Linked DNA regions of Lactuca sativa: region 1 is linked to region 2. A link is a contact called in public Hi-C data. All regions are on one chromosome and are shown on one strand. Each heading gives the region's core, a stretch centred on a gene start, on an enhancer-like site or on the middle of the called end of the contact. The rest is flanking DNA. Distances are from core to core; before and after follow the strand shown. Region 1 holds the start of LOC111892801 (protein METHYLENE BLUE SENSITIVITY 1). Region 2 holds the start of LOC111880008 (tyrosine-protein phosphatase DSP3).

What was found. A called contact is a pair of places that touch in the nucleus more often than the background predicts.
Region 1: a contact with region 2 is called in a Hi-C map of leaf, with 6 times the contacts expected there. The contact joins the promoter of LOC111892801 here to the promoter of LOC111880008 in region 2. A contact is called at or near these places in 3 of 4 Hi-C or Micro-C datasets (leaf and seed).

What each region holds. Positions count from the first base shown.
Region 1 is chr2:41,703,027-41,709,016 of Lsat_Salinas_v11, forward strand. LOC111892801 (protein METHYLENE BLUE SENSITIVITY 1) reads right to left here and starts at 1,855. Exons shown (of 1, transcript XM_023888843.2): 1 at 1,136-1,855. The coding sequence starts at 1,648. The coding sequence ends at 1,328.
Region 2 is chr2:41,518,160-41,524,395 of Lsat_Salinas_v11, forward strand. LOC111880008 (tyrosine-protein phosphatase DSP3) reads left to right here and starts at 3,539. Exons shown (of 5, transcript XM_023876426.3): 1 at 3,539-3,895; 2 at 3,969-4,062; 3 at 4,368-4,419; 4 at 4,533-4,576; 5 at 5,119-5,621. The coding sequence starts at 3,702. The coding sequence ends at 5,376.

The DNA of each region.
Region 1 (5,990 bases), core at 605-3,104, 180 kb after region 2:
ATAGCTGGTTTTCCGCGAAATCTATTTCAGTAGAACGTATGATGTCGATGACCCGAGGTAGAGCACTCAATGGGCTAGGGTGGCCCCATTTCGCCTTACCAACCCCAAGGAAACTCCGAATACAAGCCTAGATCGTTTCTACAAACAGACTTTTTGGGTGCTAAGATCCAAAGTCGAGAGGGACTTCAAAACACTTAGGATCATTTTTGTTTTTCTTTGAAGGATCTTCACACAGGGAAAGAGCTCCTAAGTGCTAAGTCCGGTCCCGACCTTACCAGCACCGGGGGTGTACTAATCAATGAACCCCCGAAACCTACTTTCTTTTCTGACAAAATCAACCAAGCCTAACCGGTCACGACATGTTGTTGATATTGATTGAGTTGCTGGGGTTTTCTTGGCCCTTTTGCTTTAGCCCTTTAAAGATAAATCGAGTTTATTAAGAAGCTAAAAATCAAGGATTTAAGGATTCGGAAGAAAATTTGGTGTGATGTATTTTGATGATTACTATGTTCTAGTTTTGTTTTCTAATTTTAATTATGTAGTTTTTATTTTCAAGTAAGAAAAACATTTTCATTTTTATTAATTTTGTGTTAATTAAGATTTCTTTTATTATTTTTTTAATTTAAATTATATCGTTTTAATTTAACAGTAAAAATAAATTAAGAAAAAATAAGAGGTGAACATTTTCCGAATTTGATCATAAGGAAGAGTGAACACAAAATTAGAAGGCGTCCGTACAAATGAAGAGGTGAGCTGCCATGACACCCCCTTCGCCGACAATGGCGAATATGTGAACAAAGAACAAATAGGGAAAAAGAGAAGCAATCGATTAAAGCAAGAGTTGAGTGGGTAATTTCACTTTCATCTTAATTAACCAATTCACAACCTGTTCATCAAATCTCCTAATTTTGATCCTAACAAACAAGAAAATCATTACGTTTATGGCAACTTTCACGTTTGTTAATTGGGAAATCGAATACCATAGAAAAGATTTAGAGGTGTAGAAATCAAGAACTCTGAACAAAAGTTTTATCTAATATCGCAACTTTGAACACATGATTCCTATTAGAAAGATGTTGAAGATATGAGATTAAACAAACAAGATCATCATAACTATCTACCTAACGAAAAATAATTAGCAATCCAAAGGATAGATAATAGATTTTAGGATCGAAATATATAAATAAGTATAAGAGCATAGCTTAGCTTTCAACAACACACCAACAGAAACCATCATCCATTTAAGGAACACGAGATTGAGAAATTAAACCTAAATCGAATCGGCAGAGGAGATTGACGATTCATCCGTGATAATCGATGAAGATCTTCACTTCTTGAGACTACCACGAACACCAGGGCGACCCTTGGATGTATCCGCGACGGGTGCGAGCACGGCATGGAGGTTAGTTATCTTTGATTCATCATACGGAAGCTTAGGGTGCTTCGATTCATGGTGGATCTGCATCGTTTTAACATCCGGTACAGTGATCTTGCAGAGAGGGCATTCGAACTTAGCGTGACCTCCCTTCTCCTGACCGGTCCGATCAGCAACTCCGGCCTTGCCGCCGCCTCTGTTGGTCGTGGCCGCGTCCACTTTCGCCTGGATTTCCTTCGCCGTATGCTTCTTCGGCTTCGCTTTTCCTGTCATTTTTGCTTGTTAGTTACCACGGACGCTAGGGTTTCGATCGACGACGATAGAAGAGAGGAAATGAGGAAAAGGGGAAGCGGATAAACACAAGAGAATAGATTGAAATGGGAACAAGTGATGAACCCTAATTGGTGGCCTTTAAATAATTAGAATAACAAAGCTTTTTTCTTTTTCTCTTCTTTTCCGGATGTGATAACAAATAGGATCGAGCTTGAGTTGTTGGATTCTGATTTGTGACCTCGTTTGAGAATACTATGGAAATTTATGTTAATGTTTAATGAAATAAAATTAACTATAAGAAAGATTGGATTTGATTTTTGATAAAACAAAAATATTAAAACATAAATCGAGGGGTTTGGAATCGTTTATTTAAAACTTTTTATGTTATTTAAAAATGCTTTATTAATTTACTAGTTTAGTTTTACTTTAGTTTATAATACGTATGAAGTATGGTTATAAAATTAATTAAATTTTTATGGTAGAAAATAAAAACAATTAATCAATTATTTTAAATAAATTTTTAATTAAAAGATAAATTTTTAATTTTATGAAATTATAATCGTTGATTTAAGTAAATACGTGATATTATAATTTGTATTAATGTTATTTTAATTTTTATTATAATGTTATTAATTTAATTTAATTAGAGTAAAAATTGTGAAATTTTAAAAGAAAAAATCAATAGGTTGACAAGTGACATTACGTTAATTATATGTCATAATAAGGTGTCACATAACCAAAAAAGAATAAACATATTCTTTTACTAGAACAGGAAGATTCGACATTTAAACAAAGTTTTAAATAAAAATATTTAGATTAGTTTATTACCGTTATAATATAACCGAACACCTAAGAATGTTTATTACGTGTTAAATTGGAATAAACTAATAATCACTTTAAATAAATAATTTCGGAATAAACTAATAAACATTTTAATCCCAAAAACACCCGTATTTGTTAAAAACCTGTGAAAATATGAGATCGATACTTTGTTTATCATATAAAGTTTTACCTAAAAAAATTTATTTTCCATTTTAAAACAGCTAGTTTATATCGTCAATTACAATTTCCAATACAATAACTATGAGAGAGAATTTCGTATATACTCTTATTAAACATCAAAATATCATATTTGCCCATCATTTTTTTAAATATCATATTTATCCTTAGTAAAATTTTAAAATATCAAATTTGCCCAAATCCTTATTTTTATCCTTTTAAACATATTTTATAATTATTTTAAATCTTTTTTTTTATCAATTGACTATTTTTCCCATTCTTTTTATTTTCTATTGAATTTATCAATTTTTGATTCATTATCCTCTTCGTTCTTATTTAGTTGAAGATTCGTTGAGAATTTGACATCGATGCTTGTTACCATTTTGAATATCGCAGGTAATGTATGTTGGTTCATGTTCATAATACAAGTTTCTAGTAGTAGCTCTAAACTCATTTCCTTACGGTATACATAACTATCTAAAGCTATATATGTAAGAAAGTCTATTATACCTTTATTTAGTTTCTTCAAATTTATTGTGTTTTCTTTTTTATCGTAAAGTTGAAGTTTGTTTTTATCTCAAAATACAGTAAGAAAAACATGCTACGAAGCTATATCTATTTTCATGTTTTTTCTCTTAAATTTCATAAATTCTTTCTAATTTTACGTATCTATTTTCATGTTTTGTTTCTTAAATTTCATAAATTCTTTCTAATTTTACGTAGTCGGGGTTTTTATGATTTGGAAGAAGCTATCATCATCGTATTAGGAACCCAATTTGGCAGCCTCAACTTATATTTGGAACCCAATTTGGCAGCCTTAACTTATTTGAGTTTAATTTGAAGAGGTTGCGATTCATTAAAGATTGGGGAAATTTATGGCACATCCAATTGGGGATTTGTTGGGAATACCACCGATCTATCAGGGTAGGCAAAAGGGTTTTAAGATTAAAGGGCATTATGATCCATTCACTTTTTATTTTAACTAGTAAACAAAGCACGGCTATGCCGTTTTTGGTGAAAATCGGAAAACTTTAAAAGATATGTGATAAAAGTGTAAATCACAAAGCAACCGTTTCCGTAATTTGTTATCAATAAATGGACCATTTCTATAATTATAAGGACCATTTATGTAAATATAATTTTAAAGTAGAGATTGCTTATGTAAATATTAAGATAGTAGCAATCCAAGGACCAAAAATGTCAACCTCCCAAACTTATTGTGGCCAAAACTACAAAACAAAGCAATTCAAGGATTAAAATTGTCAATTTCCCAAACTTGTTGTGGCCAAAACCTAAAACATGTAAAGTTTTGTGCTCAAAACCAAAAACATGGAAAATTACTGTTAATAAGCTCCTTCAGATTATATATATATATATATATATATATATATATATATATATATATATATATATATATATATATATATATATATATATATATATATATATATCATTGTTGTAAAAATCCCGACTAGGTCCCGATTAATCTCCAATTAATCCCTAGGCGCTACTCGACCGATTAGAGGGCGCCTAGCGATTAATCCCTACATACATAATGAGTGAAAGAATATAAACCGATGAAATTTTAACATTTTAAAGAAGTTTTATCTCAATGGAAGCTATTTGAGGCATGATTAGTGTTGTATTAATCGTATTAACCTATTTTGTCATGATATTAGTGGTATTTATGAACTTTGATATGATATTAGTCATATTTAATTTTTTAAAATTTAACAATTTAGCAATTAATGGTCCCCGATTAATCCTCCGATTAATCTCCGCCTAGTCGATTAATCGCTTAACCCCAGTCCACTGACTAGTTAACGTCAAGCGTTTTTTACAACCTTGATATATATATATATATATATATATATATATATATATATATATATATATATATATATATATATATATACACGGCGAATGCCCGCGCGTTGCACAGAAACACCTATATAGTTGAAGTTTTTACAAATATATTATTTTTTAAATATAACAATAACGTCGTTGTTAAATTTGATATAATAATTTGTATATATTAAATTGATATAATATATTGATTATTTTGAATTATATGATAATATATACATTTATTATAACTTCATAATCTCAATCGCTTGAATGACTTCACATGAATAAAATTAAATATAATATATGATTTGATGTTATTTATAGTTGTTTTTATTGTTAATTAATTTTTTAAAATTTATTTGCTTAATGTTTTAATTTTTATCATTATAATTATTTAAAACATCAAACATTGTTTTTTTTATTTTAAAGCTAACAATATAATCATTTATATATAGTTGTTTTTAACTATTGTTATTGTAAGTTAATTTAAGTTACTTATTTGGATACTTTTAACGATTATAAAAATATATTTAAGAAATATTTTAGTTAAATTGAGATTACAATTTAGTTTTTGTTTTTATCACTACAATTTATCACTTTTAACTATTTACAAAATATTCTTTAGTTCTTTTAAATGGAACTGAAATTTATATTTGAGTTGACATTGTAATGCACAGAAACACCTATATAGTTGAAGTCTTTACAAATATATATTTTTTAAAATATAACACTAACATTGTTGTTAAATTTGATATAATAATTCGTATATTAATTTGATATAGTATATTAATTATTTTGAATTATATGATAATATATAAATCTATTATAACGTCATAATCTCAATCGTTTGAATGACTTCTACTCGCGAGTTACACATTAAATATTATATATGGTTTAATATTATTTATCGTTGTTATTTTTAACTAATTTTTTAAAATTTATTTGCTTAATGTTTTAATTTCTATCATTATAATTATTTAAAACATCAAACATTATTTTTTGATTTTAAAGGTAACAATATAATCATTTATATAGAGTTATTTTTAACTATTGTTATTATAAGTTATTTTAAGCTACTTATTTGAAAATTTTTAACGATTATATAAATATATTTATGAAATATTTTAGTTAAACTGATATTACAATTTAGTTTTTGCATTTATCACTATAACTTATCACTTTTAACTATTTACAAAATATTATTTGGTTTTTTTAGTGGAACTAAAATTTATATTTAAGTTGACACTGTAATGTTATATTTAAATTAACAATTTAAGCATTTTGTTCAAATTGTTCAAAGATTGTAGCTTTAAATTAATAATGATTTAAATGCAACAACATTTTAAATCTAATAAATTAAGTATAATATGTTAAAATTTAAAGACATAACTTTATAAATAGAAGTAAAGATATTATTTTAAAATTGAAATTTAGTCTATTTATGATTACACTTTAGGTTTGATATTTATTTAACCTTATTAACTAACTTACAATC
Region 2 (6,236 bases), core at 2,289-4,788:
GTGACAATTAATGGCACGACAAGAAAAATATACGACAAAAACAAAATTAGGATGACACGATAAACATGCATGACGATAAATAAAATTGGAACGGAATTAAATTTTAAATTCATGTTCGTGTCAACTGTCAAGTGTAAAAACAAGACTTCGACCGTGTCGTTTTCAAAATTCGACATGAAATTGGCACGGTATTAATATGTATTTCTCGTGTTTTGCGTATTTGTAATGTTTTGTATGACCAATCTTAAATTAAATAATCTAAATGTTTATTCTAGTTTATATTTATGGTGTTTATCGAATTGACTGTTTTTATTATGTTTTAAATTAAATCATTTTCCTATTAATAAAACAAACAATAAATTCTTATGTATCGTATCGTTTTATATTGAGAAAATGACTTACCATTGTTATTATCTTTGTCGTTTTGTTCATATTTAGACATTTTTTTTACACATTTGACCATTTAACTTGTTATATGTGTTTACATAATATCATTGACTTTTTTTTAAAGAGCTACATATTATCATTGTCACCCGCTATAGCAGATGACAATAGAATATGCGAACACATTTAACTAGTTAAATGGTCAAATGTGTACAAAAAAAGTTGCATAACTGTGAACGAAACGAAAAGTTATTTAACATGATAAGTCATTTTTTCCCACTTTTAATAGCGATTTTATTTTTCATATTTGTTTATATTATTTTTTTCAAACATTATTTTTAAAGTATCCATAATATCCTAAATATTAAACTAATATTGATCAACTTTAAACTTTACTTTTTAAATAATAAATATATTTTTGTTTTATGAAATACTTTTTATAGCCGCTTATGTATTTTTTTCCTTTTGTTTTTAAGCATATACAATACTTTTAAAGTAAATAGTATTTAACAATAAAAATAAATATATTAAATATGTAACAATAAATATGGAGGGTCGTTTAAAAAGATAAAAAGAAAATATTATGTAGAAAATACAAAATAAAATATTTATGTAATGTAAATGTCTTAAATTATTACAACTTTTTAATACTTTTTAATTAGAAGTTTATAAAGTATTAATTTTTCTAATATAACATTTTAAACTAGTATTTAACGAAATTATTTTTAAATATTATAAAAAACATATTAAATTATCATACAAAATCTGTGAAACACTTTAAAACTATTGCAAAAGAAAAGTTTAGAAATAAATACATGAAATTAAAAAAAAAATGTATGAAATTGTTACAGAAAAGTATGAAAATGTAAATAAAAAAAAGTTAAAAAATTTAATACCAATATAAAATATTTGGTTTAAAAGTATTTTTATTAAAATTATATGAAAATATATATATATATATATATATATATATATATATATATATATATATATATATATATAAAGTTAAACAAAATTTAAAACATTATATTAGAAAGACAAAATTGCAAAAATGGTCCCTGTGGTATGCATTTTTTTGGAGTTTTAGTCTAAACGGTGACTTTTTTGGTTTCGTAGTCCTTTTGGGCTACTTTCATTGTAGAATTGGTGTCTGATAATCTTGAAAAGACTAATTTGCCATTTTAATTTGTTTTTTCCATTTACTTAAATATTTTTTTTCTTTTATTTAATTATAAATGTTAAATCAAATCAAGAATGGGACCCACCTGCCTCTCTCTCTCTCTCTCTCTCTCTCTCTAAATCCAAACACCCTCCTTGTTGCTTCGTCGATAAGGGCCACCGAACCCCCTACCATGTATTTCGCTATCAGATCAGTCAAGAAGTGGCCGGAAAATAGCGCATCGTCACCGACTGTCTTCACCCTCCTTCTATCCACTCCGTCGACCAAATCACCAAAACACCCCCTTTTCCTTTCTTGGTTGTTGCTCGTCTATTACAGTAGCCCAAGCACCCTTTCTCGCCATCTTCTGAACCATCGACTACAACGATCGTCTCCGTCTTCCTCCCTTTGCAAATCATCGTCGGAGGACCGCTTCCTTCCACCCATTAACCACCACTGCTGCTGTTGAGACTCTTCGGTCCACCACCTGCTGCCGTCGTTGGTAAGCTCTCGTCGTCTCGGTCTCTTCAACTTCACCAGCGCAATTTTAGTTATGTGCTTCATTTCGTCGATTGAAGACAATTGATAACGAATCGCAAAATTGCCTCTTTCCTTTGAACTACAACTCACGATGGACTAATAGAAGGCGAACTGTTCAACATACAACTTCTGGTTCAAATTATGCTTTATTTTAGCTATACTTTGTTTAATTTGATTTTATAAACCTCCTGTGAATGCTTATGTGACAGTAGTGAAGAAGATGGCTTGTGATTTGTTTCACCAGTTAGGACAAAAAGAAGGTAGGCGGTGGTTACTAATTGAGAAGATAAAGTGAGCAATCAAGATCAAGATTGGGAGCGGGAAAGACGTTCGACAGCGGGGGAAAGACGTTCGCTTTCATCGATTTCATGCAGTACCGATTGAACTTTTGAAGACAATACTCAAAGAGTTTTTGTATGTGGGTACACTGATCGCAACCTCTCATCTCTTTCACCCTCAAGAACACACCAGTGGAGGTAGAGATGATGAGGGTCGGGTTACGAACAGATCTGAGCACTCTCTCTCTCTCTCTCTCTCTCTCCCTTCTTTTCTCTCTCTTTTACAGTGTTGAGTATTCATTACAATCACACACCCCAGACTTTCGATTTTCTAAGAACGAATAGAGAGAATGCATTTGCAGGTGAGGGAGAAAAACAAATGTTGGTGTGTGTTACGAGAGAGAGAGAGAGAGAGAGAGAGGTGGGTCTCATTCTTGATTTGATTTAACATTTATAATTAAATAAAAGAAAAAAATATTTAAGTAAATGGAAAAAACAAATTAAAAGGACAAAGTAGTCTTTTCAAGATTATCAGGGACCAATTTTACAAGGAAACTATCCCAAAAGGACTATGAAACCAAAAAAGTCACTGTTTGGGCTAAAATCTCAAAAAAAAAAATGCATACCACAGGGACATTTTTGCAATTTTGTCTATTAAAAAAACCTATAGAAAAAAAAAATATATATATATATATATATATATATATATATATATATATATATATATATATATATATATATATATATATATATATATATATAAGAAATTTTAAAAAATCTTAAAAAGTTTTTCAAAAAAATATTATAAGAAATTTATAAAAATAAATAGTGAAATATGTAAAAAAAAGAAAAAAAGTTTCCTAAACATAAAAAACTAAAAAATACTTACCAGACAAATTATTTTCCCTTTTATATTATATAAAATATTTTTGTAACGTGTGAACTTAAAAACCACGATACCACTGGATCACGATTCACGATCACCCCCTAAGTTTGATTTGTCAAAAAACATACCCAAAAGTTGCACACAGGACACAGCCTTTATAAAAATGGGCTGAATAGGCCCATGATAAGTGTTTTCTATATGGTAGATTTTAAATAAAAGGTCAAAAGAATCCTAACGAACGAAGTATTCAATGTTTCAACAAAAAGCGATAAAATAAAATTAAATTAAATTTAGATTCTAGATGAAATCTTTTCGGGAGTTGGGCAGCTGACGTCAATTCGAGTTTCCTTCCACCTTCCTTCAAATCTTTCCCACACCCACAAATACCCACATCACAAGACATGCATTCATCACCGATTTCTGTTTAGAGCAAGATTTTGAATTGTTTTCTCTCATGATCATGAAGCAAGCAGAAGATAGACATCTAGACGACGACGGCGCCGCCAATAACGGCGATGATCCTGCTGCTGGACTGTCCTACCATCCTCCGATCAATTTCGCCACCGTCGAAGATCGAATTTATAGATCTGGGTTTCCTCAGCCTAGTGATTTCCCGTTTCTTGATACATTGCAGCTTCGATCTGTCATGTGAGTCCCCAATTATCTTTTCTTCTTGTTAATAATCGATCCCATTGATGATCAATTTGATGCCCTCTTGCAGATATTTGTGCACCGAATCATACCCTAAAGAGAATTTGGAATTTCTTCATTCCCGCAATATTCGCCTCTTTCAGTTTGGAATTGATGGCACCAAGGTTATTCTTCCAACATTCTCTTTCTCTTAGGCTGCAATGGATATTGGGATCCCTTGATTTTGATGCGAGTTGTGTTAAATTTCAGAGAATTTGAATCATAGATTAAATAAAATTTGGGGATAAAAGGTGAATGATTCTGAATGTTTGAATTTCACACGAATACGCAATTCGTTTTCACGAAACAAAAGGGGTTCAATATTCTAAGAATTTGAGTTCGAATCATCATGAATTTGTACTTCATTATGTTTTCTGTCATTCGAATGATTGTAACACTGTCTAATTTCTTGAACGATCTATACATGCAGGATGCGAACATTCCCAAGAGTATCATCACGGAAGCCCTCAAAGTTTTAATTGGTAAATTTTCATGAACATTAGAACATTAACGTTTTACCATGAATGTTTGATTTATCATTTATTCCCCCTTTTTTTTCTACATCTTTTACTAAATCCTCGTGTTCTTATTGCAGACGTGAGAAACCATCCCATTTTGATCCATTGCAAACGAGGAAAAGTATGTCATAAATCCTCTCTTTCTCTATATACACGCATATTTATAGTTTATGCTAGGTTAAAAGCAATAAATAGTGATTTACTTTTTTGTATTTGTTGATTATAGCATTCTACTTTCATTTTGAAAAATCTACCTAATTATAAAACTATAATTAAAATCCTATAATCTAGCTGATTTTATCAAGTATAATGTCCTAATAAGAAAAATATTGATTCTTGAAATAAAATGTTTTAATAAGAAAAAAAATAATTGAAAGTAGGTTGCTATACTATCTAAATAAATGAAAAGTACATCCTACTTGGTGAGAATCCATAGGTGAGATCTAGATGGGACTCGACTCCAGTCCCATCTATCAGTATTTTGTCAGTCTTGTTAGAATAGCCCTGCAAAGCTTGTCCAGTCCAATCTATCTAGTATTTTGTCTGTATGTCTTGTCATGTGACATTTGACTTAGTTTTTTGTTATTGGTGGTATTTTCTTTCTATATATTTATGTATTTGTTTCCTAACATTTTTTTTCTTACATTTATGTGTCAATTTTAGCATCGAACGGGGTGTCTTGTTGGGTGCCTACGAAAGCTACAAAATTGGTGCTTATCTTCAATTTTTGAAGAATACAAGATTTATGCGGGTGAAAAATCGCGAGATGCGGATTTAAAATTTTTAGAAGCATATGATGTGTCATACCTAAGACAATGTCTTCATAGCATCATATATCAATATCATGGATACGGGTCTAAAAAGAGGCGTTTGCTTTACAAAGAAGATGTTCAACACAAGGCACGGATAAGTTCGGTTTAGGTTTTAATATTCGTGCGTTAATTCCTTTTTAGGACTTTGTTTTAGTGTTAGTTTGAAGATATATACTTTCATGAACGTGTTTTTTTAGTTGGTTTTATCGAGAGAATTCTTATAGTGTTCTTGAAGGTGTTTACGAGTCCCTTTTTTTGTTTTGGGAAAGGAAATATATGTGTATATGTGTAATTCGGGAAGATTAAAAGGACAAATTGCAAGAAATAGTAACGAATTATGAGTTTTTAAGAGTAGATTTTTTGTAAATCTTAAAATTGAAATTGCGTTGTTTACCCATTATATGAAATGGTACTTGGTGAACACGTTGTTGGTAAATGATTTTATTAATTTGATATTGATTGATGTTTCATATGTTGTTATTGAGGTTTTTGTAATTCACATAAATATTTATTTATTCCTAACTTGTATCCGAAAAAATCAAAACAAACCTTATCTAAAAGTCTTAAACTAAATTATAGATCTAAAATTCTTGAAAAATCACTTAAATTCAAGATCAATGTTATAAACGGGTATAATTATCTTTACAAAATGCTACGAAAATCAATTAAAGTAAATAATATTTTATGAATATAAAGTTAAAGTCGGTTACTTTTACTTAGCATCTTTTTAAAATAATATATTTTATAAAAAAATCATCGGTTGTTTATTTATGATGTTGATCTAAAAGATAGTTTTAAGGAGTAGCAAGTCAAATAATGATCTACTAGTATTCGTACGTAACTCCCACCATATACATACATACTTACATGAACTATTTCTAAAGTAATTTTGCAAGCAAAACAATTTTTAAGCCATTGTTGCATACTTGCATCGGACAAACGTTGCAGGGTTTCGGATCAAAAGTTAAC